Regions from separate parts of the Mus musculus genome. Here regions 1 and 2 are each linked to region 3. Evidence: chromatin contacts called from public HiChIP or PLAC-seq data. All regions are on one chromosome and are shown on one strand. The core of a region is the stretch at or near the end of the contact, and the rest is flanking DNA. Distances in the headings are between cores, read along the strand shown. Region 1 overlaps Npas3 (neuronal PAS domain protein 3). Region 2 overlaps Npas3 (neuronal PAS domain protein 3). Region 3 overlaps Npas3 (neuronal PAS domain protein 3).

Region 1 (4,785 bases), core at 1,112-3,611, 430 kb before region 3:
GAGAAGTGGACAGGCAATCTGCAACTGGGAGTAGCACATTGCCCATTCTTTGCATGCGTGAATTCCCACACCAGCGCAGTTAGTAAGCACTTTGGAGGGGAGAAATGCAAGGCTTAGCAGGAAGCAGTGAGTTGCCTAAAGCCTCAGCCAGTAAAGAGCTGCAATCTCAATTGGCCCTGCTTCTTCTAGAATTTACACTCTTCTCCCCTGCAGGGTGGGGCCCTTCAGCGTGGGCAGGACTGAGGCATGGGGCATAGGCCTGGGTCAGTTCTCAGTCAAGCCTTATCTGCAGATGGATACACTGCTTTAAGCCCTACATTGATAGAGAAGCTATTGATGCCAGTTTTCATGAACATAACAGCAGGATTGAGCAGACCTTCTGAGGAGAGAGGGCTAGTAATGGAATACCTCATTTGGAAACTATTAACACAAATGACTTATGTTTAGCCAAATTTAGGTCATTTAGAAACAGAGTTGAGCTATATTTTTGAAAAATGTATCTTGTTTTGTATGTTTTCTGAAGGGTAAAATATAGCCGAATTCTTTTGCACACACACCCATGTTCAAATAGTAGCTCACTGTTCCCACTCATTCCCAGGCCCAGCGGCCCCGGGCCCAGGCTGCACTGTCTCTTTCTGTCTGTGCAGTTGCAAAGTTGGCATTGCTCATACCATTTTTTTAGTGCTTTATCTGTCTTGAAATACACATTTTTTTTGTTCACCCAGTGAGTATTCAGAATTCCAACATAAAATATTTTTAATTATTATTTTATATATTGGGTATTCCATGCAAATCTGTGCACTTGTGCAGGCCACAGCTTCCATTCAGAGGCCATAGAAAATCAGGGGCCGCTTCTGCCTTCCTGCCATATGGGTTATAGGGACAAGATGCAGGTGGTAGGCACCTTTACCAGCTAGACTGTCTCACTGGCCCCAGAACCCTGATTTTGTTAGGTGTCACTGAAGGGGCATCACCTAGACTCAGGCCCTGCTGCCTGCCAGCCTGAGGTCCCACCTGCATATGCCACAGCTGGTGGAGCTCTCTCACACCTCTCATGACCCATGAGCACCTCCAACCAAGACTGAATCCTGGAGGACAGAGAAAGCAGAGTATGTGCGAGTGTTCTCAGGAGATTTTTGTTCAAGGTCGGAAACTCGTTTTCAGCAAAATGACTTCTGGAGCTGTCTGTCACTCTTTCCGTATCAGGCCAGCCATTGTCTGTGCTGTGGATTAGGAAGAATCTGCTTTCATGTGCTGTGGGACTTCCTCCTCTTTCCTCAACATTTCCCTCCACTTCTTACTTCCTGTCCCCTGTGGCATCATTAACCCCCCCACCCCAGTGGTGAGTTCAAATCCAGGGCCTCTTGAGTATTAGCCACATGCTCAAGCACCTAGCCATGTTCTTAGACCACTGATAGAGAGTTTACTCAAAGATAGCTCTATTTTCTACCTTATTCAAATTGCCCAAACCACAAATTTATTCAGACATGAAAATAGGAAGATGGGATCCCAAGTTCAGACTGGCCTGCTAAGACCGCAGTTATTATCATCAACTGCTTCCCATGGTAAAATGGTTATATTTAGGAGTAACTTGAATATACTTGGCTTTCCATATCCTCATGCTCTTTGTCCATGAATTCTCCAAGATGCAAAACAAACAAACAAACAAACAAAAAACATTTGATGTACATTTATGACAGTCAACAACATGTAATCTCATTTTTTTTGTCATTCTGTAAAAAATGCGGTATAGCAATTGTTTACCTAGTATTTAAATTTTTGAGTTATTGTTAGTAGCTTAGGATTTAAAGCGTACAGGAGTATGTGTAAAAATTGGGTGTCAGTACTACCTACGTTACATAAGAGCATCTTTTCATGTTTGTAGCTAAGCGGTCCGTGGATGATCTGATGATCCTTCTTCTATTCCCTGGTCTGCCTGCATCTGCAGCCAGACCCAGTAAGGACACAGCATCATTGACAAACCCACTGACTGACTGACAAATCCTCCAGCAGTCACCACCATACCAACCACTGGGGCTTTTGTTTATTTTTGGATGTCTCTCATAATCAAATTCTAAGTGGTGATTTTTCATCATTAAAGAGGTTTGCAAACATCATTATAATTATTTTTGCCCATAAACTAATTTTTTTTTGGTTTGTTTGAAAACTGTTCTGATTGAAGACATTTCCTTTTTCCATCATTGGCCAGTCAACTTTGTTAGTATTTAAAGCCAAATCGCTTTCTATGGTATGAGTCACTTGCTATTAGACTCCTTTTTAGTGCAATGGAGTTTGTCCTTCCCTCTCACAGATGGGAATATGAGCTTGCTGTGTTGGCTCCTGCACAAAGGGAGTGAGGATGCTGGTGGTGTAACTGGCGGGAACAACTTTCTAGCCTTTTGTATGGCGCTGGAGAGGAGGGATTGAAGGATGTGCTTTGTTGCAGCAAGAGGCATTTACCCTTTTGGAAGGAAAGTCTCGCAGCCCGGGTCCTTTGCCACATGACTGCCCGTAGGAGAGCACGAAGCCAGTGTTTACTGCTGTTTCTTGGGTGTTAAACAGCCCTCTGCTGCTTTTTATTGTACCATTAATTGCGCTTAATGCAGCTGCGTTTCTCATACGCTTGGCTAGGCTCTGAAAATTAAGTAGAAGGCACTTTGTTATAAAATTCACTGTAATGAGCTCTGGTGGGCCAGGGTCTGTTAAGTTTGAAATCACCTCAGGCCATTTCTAAAGGACTTCTTCAAATATTTCACGTCTATAAAAGTTTGTTACTAGATAAATAGCCATGGTGGGTGTTAGACCAGGCAGAGAAAGAGTCACATTTCTCCTCCGTGCCTCTTTGGGTAAAATATGGATGTCTTGAATATTTGAGAAGAGTGTTTGTCTTCTCCAGTCCTCTCTGCCTCAAGTATTTGCTGTCTTCCAACTGAGGCTGTCAGTCCACAAACTCAGGTTTCAGCATGTCACACCCTAGCTACATACAGAGAGATGCAGCTGTTTCACTTTCCTTTTGTATTTAATTCATACACAGAACTAGGATAAATATAGGACCACCCTCTGGGTCTACATAAATTGGTCCGAGACAGGGTCACACCTCTAAGCACAAAAGCACTGAAGAGACAGCTGTAACCATTAGCCAATTAGTTTCATGTTTCCACTACCAGCCAAGACCTGCAACAGATTCGTGGTACCTGGTTAGAAGATTCTTTTAAGAGTAGCGATTCCCCCCCCCAGCATCCCCGGCCTAAGAGACTGGCTGCTGTAATGCTTTGTGGCTAATAAAATTTCAGATGGCCTAATTTACCGGGTAGCTTTACCAAAACATCCAAGTAATGCCTACATACTCATTAGGGACAGGCCCAGGACCGGGTCCCTCGGGACTGATTTGCAAACGCTCTCTGGGATCAGCTTCACCGAGCTTCAGATGCTCCGCTGGCACCAATCAGGTGGGGGATCCTCGATGGGTTTAGTGCAGCAATTTATCTGAGTTTTGTAGTTAAAGTTTGAGCATGAGGTAATTAGAGCCCTCCATGCTTGAAATTCATGAACCTTATTCCCCCTTTAATAGACTCCATGCTAGCTCGCCGAGCTCTGTTTGACTGACATATATGGAGACTTGTTTTAAAAAAGCTCCTGGTCAAAATGTACTTAAAAAAAATCACCTTTACACATTAAAATATAATAACAAAAATTAATTCACCATCACTTTTTTAAATTAATTTTTTAATTTTTAGCTTTAAGATGTGTATATGGAGTTCTTTAGCTGATCTTCCTATTCCTAGTAAAAGTATTTACATACATGTCTCTGCACTGGGTGGGGTGATTTAGTCAAGCCACCCAGTATCTCCCATCTTTAATTTTTGGAAATGGGACCGTAAGTGCAAATTTTAAAATATGCACATAAATATAATGCATGAATACATGTATACATAAATGTATATATACACACACACACCCCAGACAACCCTGGATACCAACTGCAACTTTATTTTCAAGAAAGATTATTTTGCTCAAGCTATGTAGTAAACTATCAAAGATAGTCTATCTCTAATAACATTCACTGTTTCTATTTGTAATATGTGATTAATGCTGTTAAATCTTCAGGGTTATATTTTAAGTGACATTTGGACACATACCTTTGAAGCAGAAAGGGACTCAAGTAGTGATACCTCCTAAGCACCGAGTTAGCAAAGTAGGCTCACATCATAGCTCATTGAATTGGTGAACAAAGTGCTAAAATGGAAAGTAGTAAGTTTATTTTGGGGGTAACTATATTTCTGAGATTTTTTTTCTAGCTGACCCGACATCACATACAACCTAGTACATAACAGGAAAGAGGTGTTTATGCATAAGCACACTGACAACATTCTTTAATTCTTCATATCAAAAGCTTTATCAGTGTACAATATTATTTGCTACCGAGAGATTAAAAAGTCATATAGAAATAACATGTGCTTTGTTAGGTATGCTCTAGAAAACTGTCATGATTCCTGGCATTTGACCTTGCTGTAACTCTCTTGGCAGGGTATTAGTGTCTCACTGTAGAGATTGGAGAGGCTAAGACTAGAATATCAAGTGTCTTATCTGGTATCACCAACTCATAAGCAGTAGAAGCTCTGGGAGAAATAAAGGTAGATAATGTGAAGAACTGGGCTTTTATGAATCACAGCTGCCTCCTCGACTTTTTCAGTATTCCTAAGTCATTGCAAGTATGGATTACTAAAACTTTCAAGGTCCTAACAAGGAAATTGCAGAGGTCAAAGCTAAACCTTGGTTGGTACC
Region 2 (4,785 bases), core at 834-3,333, 490 kb before region 3:
CCACAGACAGAAAATGCCAGCCAATGAAATCAGTGGCCTGGGATTTGACCATGGTTTTCTTACCAGCTAGAAGAAAGTGGGAAATCTAACAGCATTCTCTATGTGTCTGTTTCTGATTGCTCTTTCCATGATATGTGGGTCTTCCTACATTATGCAATTGGAAGCATTTCGACAACTTACAGAAATAAAACATACTTTACTGAGCCAAAATCACGTGGCCAATGAAGGAAAAGTATATAAACAAAAGAAGGGTGATGGAGTTTTGAGGAAATCCAAAATGGATATTCTAAGGCTTTAAACTAAACTCTAAAATATAGTTCACAAGCATTTAACTAGCTCCCTCCTTGCTATAGGGGTTGTTAGGGGGCCAGTCCACTCAGTTTCAATGAACGCTATCAGCAGCTACTCTAGCCATCATTGCTAAGTGTGACTCCAGTTAGCAATTATAATTAAAAGGAACCTTAAAAAAGCAAGAGTAAAGCCAAAACAAACTGTAATGTGTTACCACTTACACAGAACATTTTTTAAAAATGAATTATTGATGTTTGTCTTTTACTGGGTTTGTGTCTCTAGTACTGAAGAAGTAAGAAGCCATACCACACTCTATTGTCTGTCGGATAATTGGTCCAGGTACAGTTTTTGTCTGGGTTTTGTCTAGGAAATTTCTTGAGAACCACTTCATTTGTAATCAGTGACTTCTACTGTTTCTAGACTAATATATAGAACTCTTTCATGAAAGATAAGCAACAAGCAAAGACCTTCCCTTGATCCTTCTAATGGGATCTGAAATGGTAGTTTTCTTGCTGGCCTTAAATATATTAAACCCCATCTTCAGAGTCTTTTGTGTTAGATTTTTTTTGGAAACATATTGTCTTATTTGGGGCTACTACTGCTGTGATGAAACATCATAACCAAAGCAACTTGGAGAGAAAGGGTTTATTTTACTCACAGTTTCTTGTAACCGTTTATCATCAAAGGAAGTAAGGACAGGAAAGCAGGAAAGGAAGCGGAAGGTTCCTGGTGCAGAGGCCACGAAGGGGTACTGTTTACTGGCTTGCTCAGCCTGTTTTCTTATACCACACAGGACCACCACCCCAGGGATAGCCCCCCAAAATGGACTGGTCCATTCCCTAACAAGCAATAATTAAGAAAATGCAACATAGGATTATTGCCTGCAGCCAGATCTTATGGAGGCGTTTTCTCAATTGAGGCTTCCTCCTCTCTGATGACTCCAGCTTGTGTCACATCGATGTAAAATTAATCAGCACACATATATTTTAATGTTTTTTCTCTTGGTTGTTTATTTTTGTCACAATCCTATAACACAGTAAAGCCATGCTACAAATGTGGTTTTCCTTTGTGACAGCATTTCTTGTTCCTTTATCAGCTAGATTTAGTTAAAGCTGTGTCATAACAAGCAGAGAAACTAGAATCTATTTTAGAAGTTTCCCAGTTTGCATGTCACCTGTCCTCCTCTAATAGTGTGCTTTGTCCACAGGTCCTTCAGTTGGACTTGTGTGAGCTTTGACAGTTAAGGGATGCGTAAGAGGCCGGTGCTAATTATATTAATCCACGACTTCAAAGTAGAAGACAGACTCAGACTCATTTACTCTTTTTCCCAATGTGAAATATGTAAGTCCTGTTCTTGTATGTCGTAGGAGAATGGCCCAATCGCAGTTGCCTCTGAGACACAGTGAATCTGAAGCCATCCATTTGCTTGAATATATTACCGTCCATAAAAAGCTTGTTCACAATTAAAAGACAGACTTTCTCCTTATTTCCATCTTTTGGATTGTCATTGTTTGCTCCGTTATAAAGTGGCTTGTTGACACCAAATATTTTAATAATTTGATTCCAGGGCTTTGTGCCTATGCCTTTGAGGAGCGGGTACAGTAATTAAACTGTCTTTTAGCTGAAACGCTTGCAGAGCGTCCAGTTCTGTGCCTGGCAGCTGGTGATGCATTATAGAGACATTGAGCTAATCGATTAAAACCGCAGAGGCATGGGAGTTGTCTGACAGCACTGTACTAGGATGAAATTAGTTGGAATTGCATGGTGAAATTAAGGGGAATGCAGCTGATTGCAGCCCTTCTGGGAGAATCCTGGGTGAGAGGGACACTGTGCGTTGATCCCTGCGTAATTAGGACAGCCATGTTTTAACAGTATTTCTAAAGTATTAAAATGGACTGGATAAATCAGCGGGGCTGCTTCCAGTGAACTTGGCATCCATCCACTGTGACTGAAATAACATGAAATTTTTCGGCTGCTAGAGAATGTGAAATTGGACTAATTGTCTTTTAACTAGTCTGCTCGACTGCTAGCCTGGAGCAGAGCTGAGTAGGGTATCGGATGGTAGGCCTACAGCTGGGATGTGGGAAACTAAATTTGAGATGATTATCTTGGCCCATCTGAATAGATGTTCCATACCAAATCAGGTGTTACCTACCATCACATATGTAACAGCTCGGACTTACACTGTCCTTCTGGAGGGATCCCTTCCTAAATATTTGAAGATCCCTTTGAAGATGCATTGCATTGAAGATTGTGGAGGTCTAGCTTCCTTCACTTCCCTTATAATTGTGGCTCCTTTCTGGGGGAAAAAAAAAAGATAAAAGGGTTTAGACCCTTCTGCATTTGCCTCTATCCTGTGCTCTCTTCTGAAGAGGGGTACTTCGACTGCACAAAAATGGGATATTGGTGCTAATTGCTGATTCATGTCAGACAAATCCTTGTTACATAAGCACTGAGCGCTGTGACTCGCCCCATATTCAGGATTTACAGGTGATCAAGGAGAAATTTGGAGAGTTAAATGTCATGGTGGTGATGAAAAAGTGACTGGGAGTCAGGATTAATATTCTGCTGTTCTTCATTATGGTAAGGTCTCTAGCTCTCTCTAGGCAGTATTATTTGGCTTTGGTTTTACTTTTTGATGTATATGTAAGTAAAAGTAGGATATCTGAGGCGCAGGCCTTAGAAGCTATCTCAGAGTGCTGGAGTGTTCCTTCTTGGGTTTTTTTGTTTGTTTGTTTGATTTTGGTTTTTCGAGACAGGGTTTCTCTGTGTAGCCGTGGCTGTCCTGGAATTCACTCTGTAGACCAGGCTGGCCTCGAACTCAGAAATCTGCCTGCCTCTGCTTCCCAAGTGCTGGGATTAAAGGCGTGAGTCACCACTGCCCAGCTCATGGAGTGTTCCTTCTTCTGTTAATCGAGTTGAGGTCACCCAAGCTCACTGAAGTGTACTCTGGCACTACCAATGTATTTGTAGAAGCCAAATCATACACACTAACACAAACTACACTTCAAGAATTCACAGGAGGGATAGGAATCATCTGAGTGCACATTCCCACTCACCTTCATAGCAGAGTTTTTCATTCTCACTTGCTAGTCTTCTAATGATGGCTCTTAACACTCTATCGGAAGGAAAACCTTATCCCATATTCTATCAACTTGGTTTGCTAGAGGATTTCTTGGACGTCATTGTGTTATGGGATCAGCCTTGGCATTCAGAACATCAGCCAGCATAAAGATGGAAACGAAGCTAATCATTGTGCTTTCTCCAGAAACACGGGAATCAGATATCAGACTGCCTTTGACTTGGAAGCCAATGGGAAGAAGCTTCTATGGGTTTACAAAATAATAGTTAGGTTTCTCTTGAGTCTCTAGTGTGAGAATACACTGTAGCTTTTGCATGGAGCAGGAAGTTGTGAGTCGTGACGTCACTCTTGTCCAGCTCAGAGAGTTCTTGGCACATATGTTCCTGCTTAATATCCCCGTTGCCTCCCCCTTAGCTCCTCATTCTCCTCCTTTCCTCACATATATTTATTATCTTCTCTTTGCATGCTATGTCATGCTGTGCTGTTTATGTCTTTATAAACTCCTTTACATCATTTGTAGAATAAAGTGCAGCTTTAAAGATAAAATATTTCTCATTCATGTTCTTCTCATCTTAAAGGGCAGTCAACACATGTCAGAGAAAACCAGGCGCAACGGTAGAGAAGAGCTGTCTGTGCCATCCCCTGGATAGCTCTTCCATCTGGTAGAGAGCTGGATTTATGTTGTATTTTAAAAAGCTTAAGAACTATTGTTTCTTCCTATAACTGGTACTCTGTGTTTGAAAAGACGCCTAACTGTGATTTCTGTGAAATTCTAAATTCAAAGCATTTGTAAATAAACACAATTCCTGAAAGTTGCTAGACATATCCAGATAGTACGTGCCAGTGTGAGTAAGAGATCAGCTGTGGGTTATGTCTAGTGATCCTGGGGATGAAGACTCTCTGCTATAGCTCTTACATTGGGAGCAACTAAATTCTCATATTGTTTATAATATCTATTGTGAGGCAGTGATCACATTTCTGGCCCCAAATTGATCGCATTATTTTAAAATGCTTTCCCCCAAAGCATTATGATAAAGAAGAATGTGCAGAAAGACCAATTCATGTTGAGTGGTACACAGTCTTTCCGTAGGCTGCCTGAGTGCCTATCACTGGTCGGAACGCTTCATCTTCTCAGCATCCTACTCTTGCCAGGATCCCTGACATTACAAATGGCAGGTGCAAGGCTTATACACGGGATATAATTAGTACCTCAGTCTTATAGCTAACCAGTCAGATCTAATAGCAGAATCCAGCTATCACTGCTGTGTCAGTGTGCACTTTGGGAAGGTCCAAGGAGATGGAGAATGTGTAACTTCCTATGAGTCTTTCATGTGTGTTTGCTCTTCAGGACTAATTAAAGGGCGTCTAGAGTACTTATGTTTCCATTCCTAGCACAGTCACATGAAAAAGGA
Region 3 (4,817 bases), core at 1,303-3,802:
TGAGCCTTATTTGGAAAACACCATGTTGATATACAACTTGAAGAAACACAATTCCAGAGGAGTTTGAGGCCAGGCAGCTCACTTCTTCCCAAGGGGCAATCATCCCCAATACATGTGCTTGATGTCATTTTTGTCCCAGCCACTCTTGTCTTATTTTCAGAAGCCAGAATAATTTATAAGTGCTAGAAAACAAACTACACTACCATCTACCATCATGAGGTTCTCCGAATTCTTCTGCTATCTTGGCCGATGATAAACAGAGACAGTATGCTTTCAAATTCTGTGATTTTTTTTTTTTCATTACCTGACATTGACATACTGGCTATTGCTTTATGACTTAGCCTGCTAACAATGATTGAGTTCATACTGTTAACACATATACATGCCTTCTCGTTTTGAGTTCTTTTAATAACCTTAAACACATAAAAAACAAACAGAATGGCCTTACAATTCTGTAAAGCAAAATATACTTCACATGTTTAGCTATCATGCTGTGGAGTAACCTCACACAATGTCAAGTAGCGCACAATTAGTCAAACTGTAGGGGGAGGAAAAGGACTGTTTTGATCCTGCAGAATTTTGATCCTAATCAGATTGAAATTCCAATGTTCTTGTAGTGCTTAATATCTTCAATCCCCCCCCCCCTCTCTCTCTCTCTCTCTCTCTCTCTCTCTCTCACACACACACACACACACACACACACACACACACACACACACACACACATCAAGCTGATTCCAATGTCAGGTTTTGCATTCTCTGACTGAAATAAGATGCTGAAATATACAAATGCATCCCACTTGGTACAATAAACATTAACATCATTATAAAGTAAGATTGAGTTTGAAATTGTGTGATGGAATGTCTGATGTTTACCTAATTCTCAGACCAAAGCCAGCCCAGTAACAAAATGACAGAGCATGTAATAAGCCTTGGTTGTGTAAACACTGGAAGGAAAGGCAAGAAGCCAGCACAGCATCTTCCTTGTCCAAAGCCCTAGGCTATTACTGAAGGAGGCCTCAACTGTGCCTTCCTGGCAGGAGAAGGTCACAGTGACATAGACTCAGTTCAAGAATAAGATAGAATTCTAAAACAAAGGGGTGGTTAAAAAATAAACCACATTAACTATTTAGCTTTTCTTCCTAGAGCTATTGGCACAGTTCCTGGATCTGTCTGTGAAAGGTGGGTTTCAGACATCTGATCATACTTCAGATATTCTGATATCTGTCTTGTGCTCTGAGTCACAGATAAGACTTAAAGAAGAGGGGGCTCAGATGTCTTTGAGGACTAGAAATCCTGCCTTTATCATTGGCATCTCTTCTCAGCATAGGTGCCTGTAAATCCATAAATGAACGTGTCCCTAGAATCAGAAAAGTAAAGAGAGATCTTCCGCTGCACCAGGATCTCATGACTCTGAAAGGACACGGAGAACACAAGGCCACCTGCCTCCCACTGGGCCGGTTCAAGGTACCTGGTGTTAGCTAGATAGATCTCCACCTACAGTGTCACATTGTTAGCAAGGCTTGGTGACTTGCATCTGACATCCCTGTGGAGAGGCTGAGGCAGGAGGATTACCAGGAGTGCACGTTTAGTCTCCCTAGTGACCATGGCTTGAAAGTCAAGGGAGTTTCAAGTCTGTTTATTTCCCACTGTGACAAAAGACCTCTGTGACTTCTTTTCATTAAGCCCAGTTTCGTTGGTTCTTCAGGTCAAATTGGCTAAATCACCATTTCAGGGTTTGAATTTTAAACTGCATATGGCAGTGATTATTTGGGGACCTTTCTCTCTGCACTGCCCTCTCGTCTTCCATTGCTCAGGAGACCGTAACCTGGAGATGACCATTCATGTCCCCTAGATCACCTGTTCCAGCTACCTAAGAGCACCTGGGTCACCCTTGAATTATACGATGTTTCAGCACACAGCACTCTGTCTGCCTATAACCTAAAGCATGGACGGCTAAGCCACATGCAGGCATATGCTTGGCATTTGTCTTTATTGCTACTGATGAAGCCTTCGCCTAGAGTCTGAGCTGTTTTCTTGATCCAGCCCCTAGGGTTCTTCCTAGGTCAGATCAACAACTCTCTAAAACCTTACGGAGAGACAAGAGACTTGTCTTTCTTTCACCTGGTGACATCGTGTTCCACCGGCAACACTCAATGACTCTGCAGTGGGATTCAAAGAAAGAAAGCGTGAGCTACAGACAGTGGCTGCTTCCCCTCCAGGATGACAAAACCTCCAAATGCCTTTCCAGAGAAACAAAAGGCCTGCCCTGTTGCCTACAGGACCAAGTGGAAATAAAACGGGTGGCTGACCCACTATACTTAAGGGCGAGTGTTCAAGCAACACACGGTAGCCATACTGCTTGCTTCTTAATACATTTTTTAGCAACGTGACTATACAGCTACCTGGCATAATGCATTCCATGCTGTTTTGCATCAATAACCCCTACACTTCCCTCCTGAAGGCGTCTCATCGCCAAATGCAAGCAGACTGCTTAATGCAGGACTAATTAGTATATCCCCTTCCAGTCTGCAGGCCCTCCATTGTAATTCCTTCCCAGCTCATTTTTTTCTACAACTGAACATCAATCAAAGTAAGTGCCCTGCCTGCCTAGGCAACACAAGATGTCCTCCATGCATTTGTCATCTGCCACACAAACAAAGGGGGAATTTAATTGTTGATTTGGGTATGCAGCCATAGCTCACAGGAAAGGGAGAGGCAAGTGAGGGAAGACAGGAAGGAATAAAGTTTGATGGGTGGGCCAACGACAGATTGCACTAGGGGATCTCCACTGTTCACTCATCTCAGTGCTTCCTCTGGGTTGGGTCTTCAGGGATTTTGCTACAACCTGGCCATTGCCTGGACTTTTTCCCAAAGTGAGTGATTTTTTTTTCTCTTCTCCCTTATGAATATGAAAATTCCCATGGAAGAAAACACAGTGAATAGCTACCACAGCTGCCTTTCTCCCGAAAGCCAAGTGGATCTACATTGTCTGTTCCTTAGCCGCAGACACTGCCACAGGCCGGCAAGAAAGCACCGGGTTTCTAGGCAGGAATGAATTAGGGTTAGTAGTTTGTATCTTTCTTCTTGAGGCAAGTGTTGATTTTGGGCTTTTCAAGTCCATGGCAGGCAAGTACATAGAGCAAAGCCAGCAAGTGGGACTGCTCACCAGTCGAGTGCTTGTCTCGGGTGTCAGCCTGTTCATGAGCAGTGTGGACATGTGCAAAGAGCTTGCACACATGTACTGCTTCAGGCCCATGCCAAATATACTGAATCAGAGCCCAGGGTTTGTAAGTCCACGATCGCTTGCCAACTCCCTTCAGTGTGAAGACTGAGCAATGCTGACCAGGCTGGCATTTAGGAGTCAACACAAACCAACTAATCAGCTCAAGTTCCTTTTCCTCTAGAGTTGGAGTGATTTCGTTGATGATAGTGGCACGTAAGCACACTGATTGAAGGTATCTCAATCAATGTTCAAATGAAACGAGTGTATAATTATCTGATAAACTTGACTTTTTAAAAATGATATAAACTAGAACCGGAGAGATGGCTCGGTGGAAATAAATAAATAAATAAATAAATAAATAAATTTGCTCCTTTTGCAGAGGACCTGGGATTAGTTCCCAGCACCCAGGGTGGCTAAAACCTATCTGCAACTCCAGTTTCAGGGACCTGTGCAGGCAGCCCGTGTCCATGGTATACTCGCATGCACACACACTATATTAAAAGTAACGATGTCTAGCTTAGGAAGGAAAAGGAAATCTTTGATGTTTCTCCCCAGGGTAATATTTTCCTATGAATACTTTATTACATGTGTGAATAAGAGTAGGGATATTTTCCCTGTTCTCCTTCATGTAACATTTCTGACTACTTTTACCATATACGACACCTTGTGGTATTACTAGGAGATTTAAAAATAAGGCATCCAAGCTTACATACTGGTGGGGAAGATAGCGTGAGACAGCCAACTCTGAATATATAACATACAATGAAGACTATTAAGATGTATGAATGAAATACAGAGATCCCAGAAGCGGGGACATCCAAAGGGAAGCTGGAAAAGAAGCCCCAGAGGCCGCAGACAAGGCACACTTCCTAGCCCTAGAAAGAGGATAGATGGTAAGAAGCCAAGATGGCAGGAGATACAGGGAGTATCAAGGGCATTCCAGGAGTAGAGAAGTGTGGAGAAGCATGGAATACAAAATCGCTTTCCCCAGAGAGCAAGCTACAACTTTGATTTGACTGATAAATTCAACTCTCCAGTGGACTGTCGTCCCTGGTTGCCAGTTCAGGTAGTAGCTACTTTTGTTATGTGTTTTTTAATACAACATCAAAAATAGTCCTTTTAAAAACAGCTCTTATAAAACATGATCCAAAAAAATAAAATCAATACTTCTAAATCATCTATTCCACCTAAGTCAACTAAACTAAATAGAATCAACCCCATCACTTTTCTATTATGCCATCTGTTCTTGATCTTTTGTGACTTATCTTTATAGTTTCCCTTTAAAAATTCAGTCTGCATATTAGAAAAGGTCCTTTAAGATGTTTCTAGGTTCAGCTGAGTAGCATAGAATTTACTTCATGGGTGTGGTTAGTATACAAGAGTTTGCCTGCAATTGTGAGGTTGACTAACCGTTCCCAGTCAATGCCCATATCCTGTCTGGCTTCACGGAGTTTTGTGTGGGGCATATCAACTAAACCATACCTTGTTACATGTGGGTCCACTGAGGAGAGACACGTCCATTTCATCCCTTCTACCTCCTTTACTCCCCTTTAGTCTCTCAGCCTCTATTCTAACTTCTTAAAGACTTCAC

What was found. HiChIP or PLAC-seq counts read pairs in DNA pulled down with a chosen protein or histone mark.
Region 1: a contact with region 3 is called in an H3K4me3 HiChIP or PLAC-seq map of embryonic basal ganglia, with 2.6 times the contacts expected there. The contact joins two enhancer-like sites. A contact is called at or near these places in 3 of 484 Hi-C or Micro-C datasets (embryonic limb bud, ganglionic eminence and nephron progenitors), 5 of 115 datasets of contacts at active chromatin or transcription factors (embryonic basal ganglia, embryonic forebrain, embryonic limb bud and 2 more) and 1 of 9 other capture datasets (embryonic stem cells).
Region 2: an H3K4me3 HiChIP or PLAC-seq map of embryonic basal ganglia shows a contact between it and region 3, with 2.5 times the contacts expected there. The contact joins two enhancer-like sites. A contact is called at or near these places in 1 of 15 datasets of contacts at CTCF or cohesin (the NIH/3T3 cell line), 5 of 115 datasets of contacts at active chromatin or transcription factors (embryonic basal ganglia, embryonic stem cells, forebrain and 1 more) and 1 of 9 other capture datasets (embryonic stem cells).

What each region holds. Positions count from the first base shown.
Region 1 is chr12:53,621,515-53,626,299 of GRCm38.p6, forward strand. All of the region lies in intron 3 of Npas3 (neuronal PAS domain protein 3), which reads left to right. Among named protein-coding and RNA genes, the nearest start is that of Gm35614, 210 kb to the right of the region's middle. Within about 2 kb of position 2,362, at least 25 of the 459 cell types and tissues checked have an H3K27ac peak or open chromatin away from gene starts, as enhancers often do. A contact at or near this core is called in embryonic basal ganglia and stem cell-derived neural progenitor cells, where this site is marked.
Region 2 is chr12:53,564,893-53,569,677 of GRCm38.p6, forward strand. All of the region lies in intron 3 of Npas3 (neuronal PAS domain protein 3), which reads left to right. Among named protein-coding and RNA genes, the nearest start is that of 1700030L22Rik, 250 kb to the left of the region's middle. Within about 2 kb of position 2,084, at least 8 of the 459 cell types and tissues checked have an H3K27ac peak or open chromatin away from gene starts, as enhancers often do. A contact at or near this core is called in embryonic basal ganglia, where this site is marked.
Region 3 is chr12:54,050,544-54,055,360 of GRCm38.p6, forward strand. All of the region lies in intron 9 of Npas3 (neuronal PAS domain protein 3), which reads left to right. Among named protein-coding and RNA genes, the nearest start is that of Gm35818, 89 kb to the right of the region's middle. Within about 2 kb of position 2,553, at least 11 of the 459 cell types and tissues checked have an H3K27ac peak or open chromatin away from gene starts, as enhancers often do. A contact at or near this core is called in embryonic basal ganglia and stem cell-derived neural progenitor cells, where this site is marked.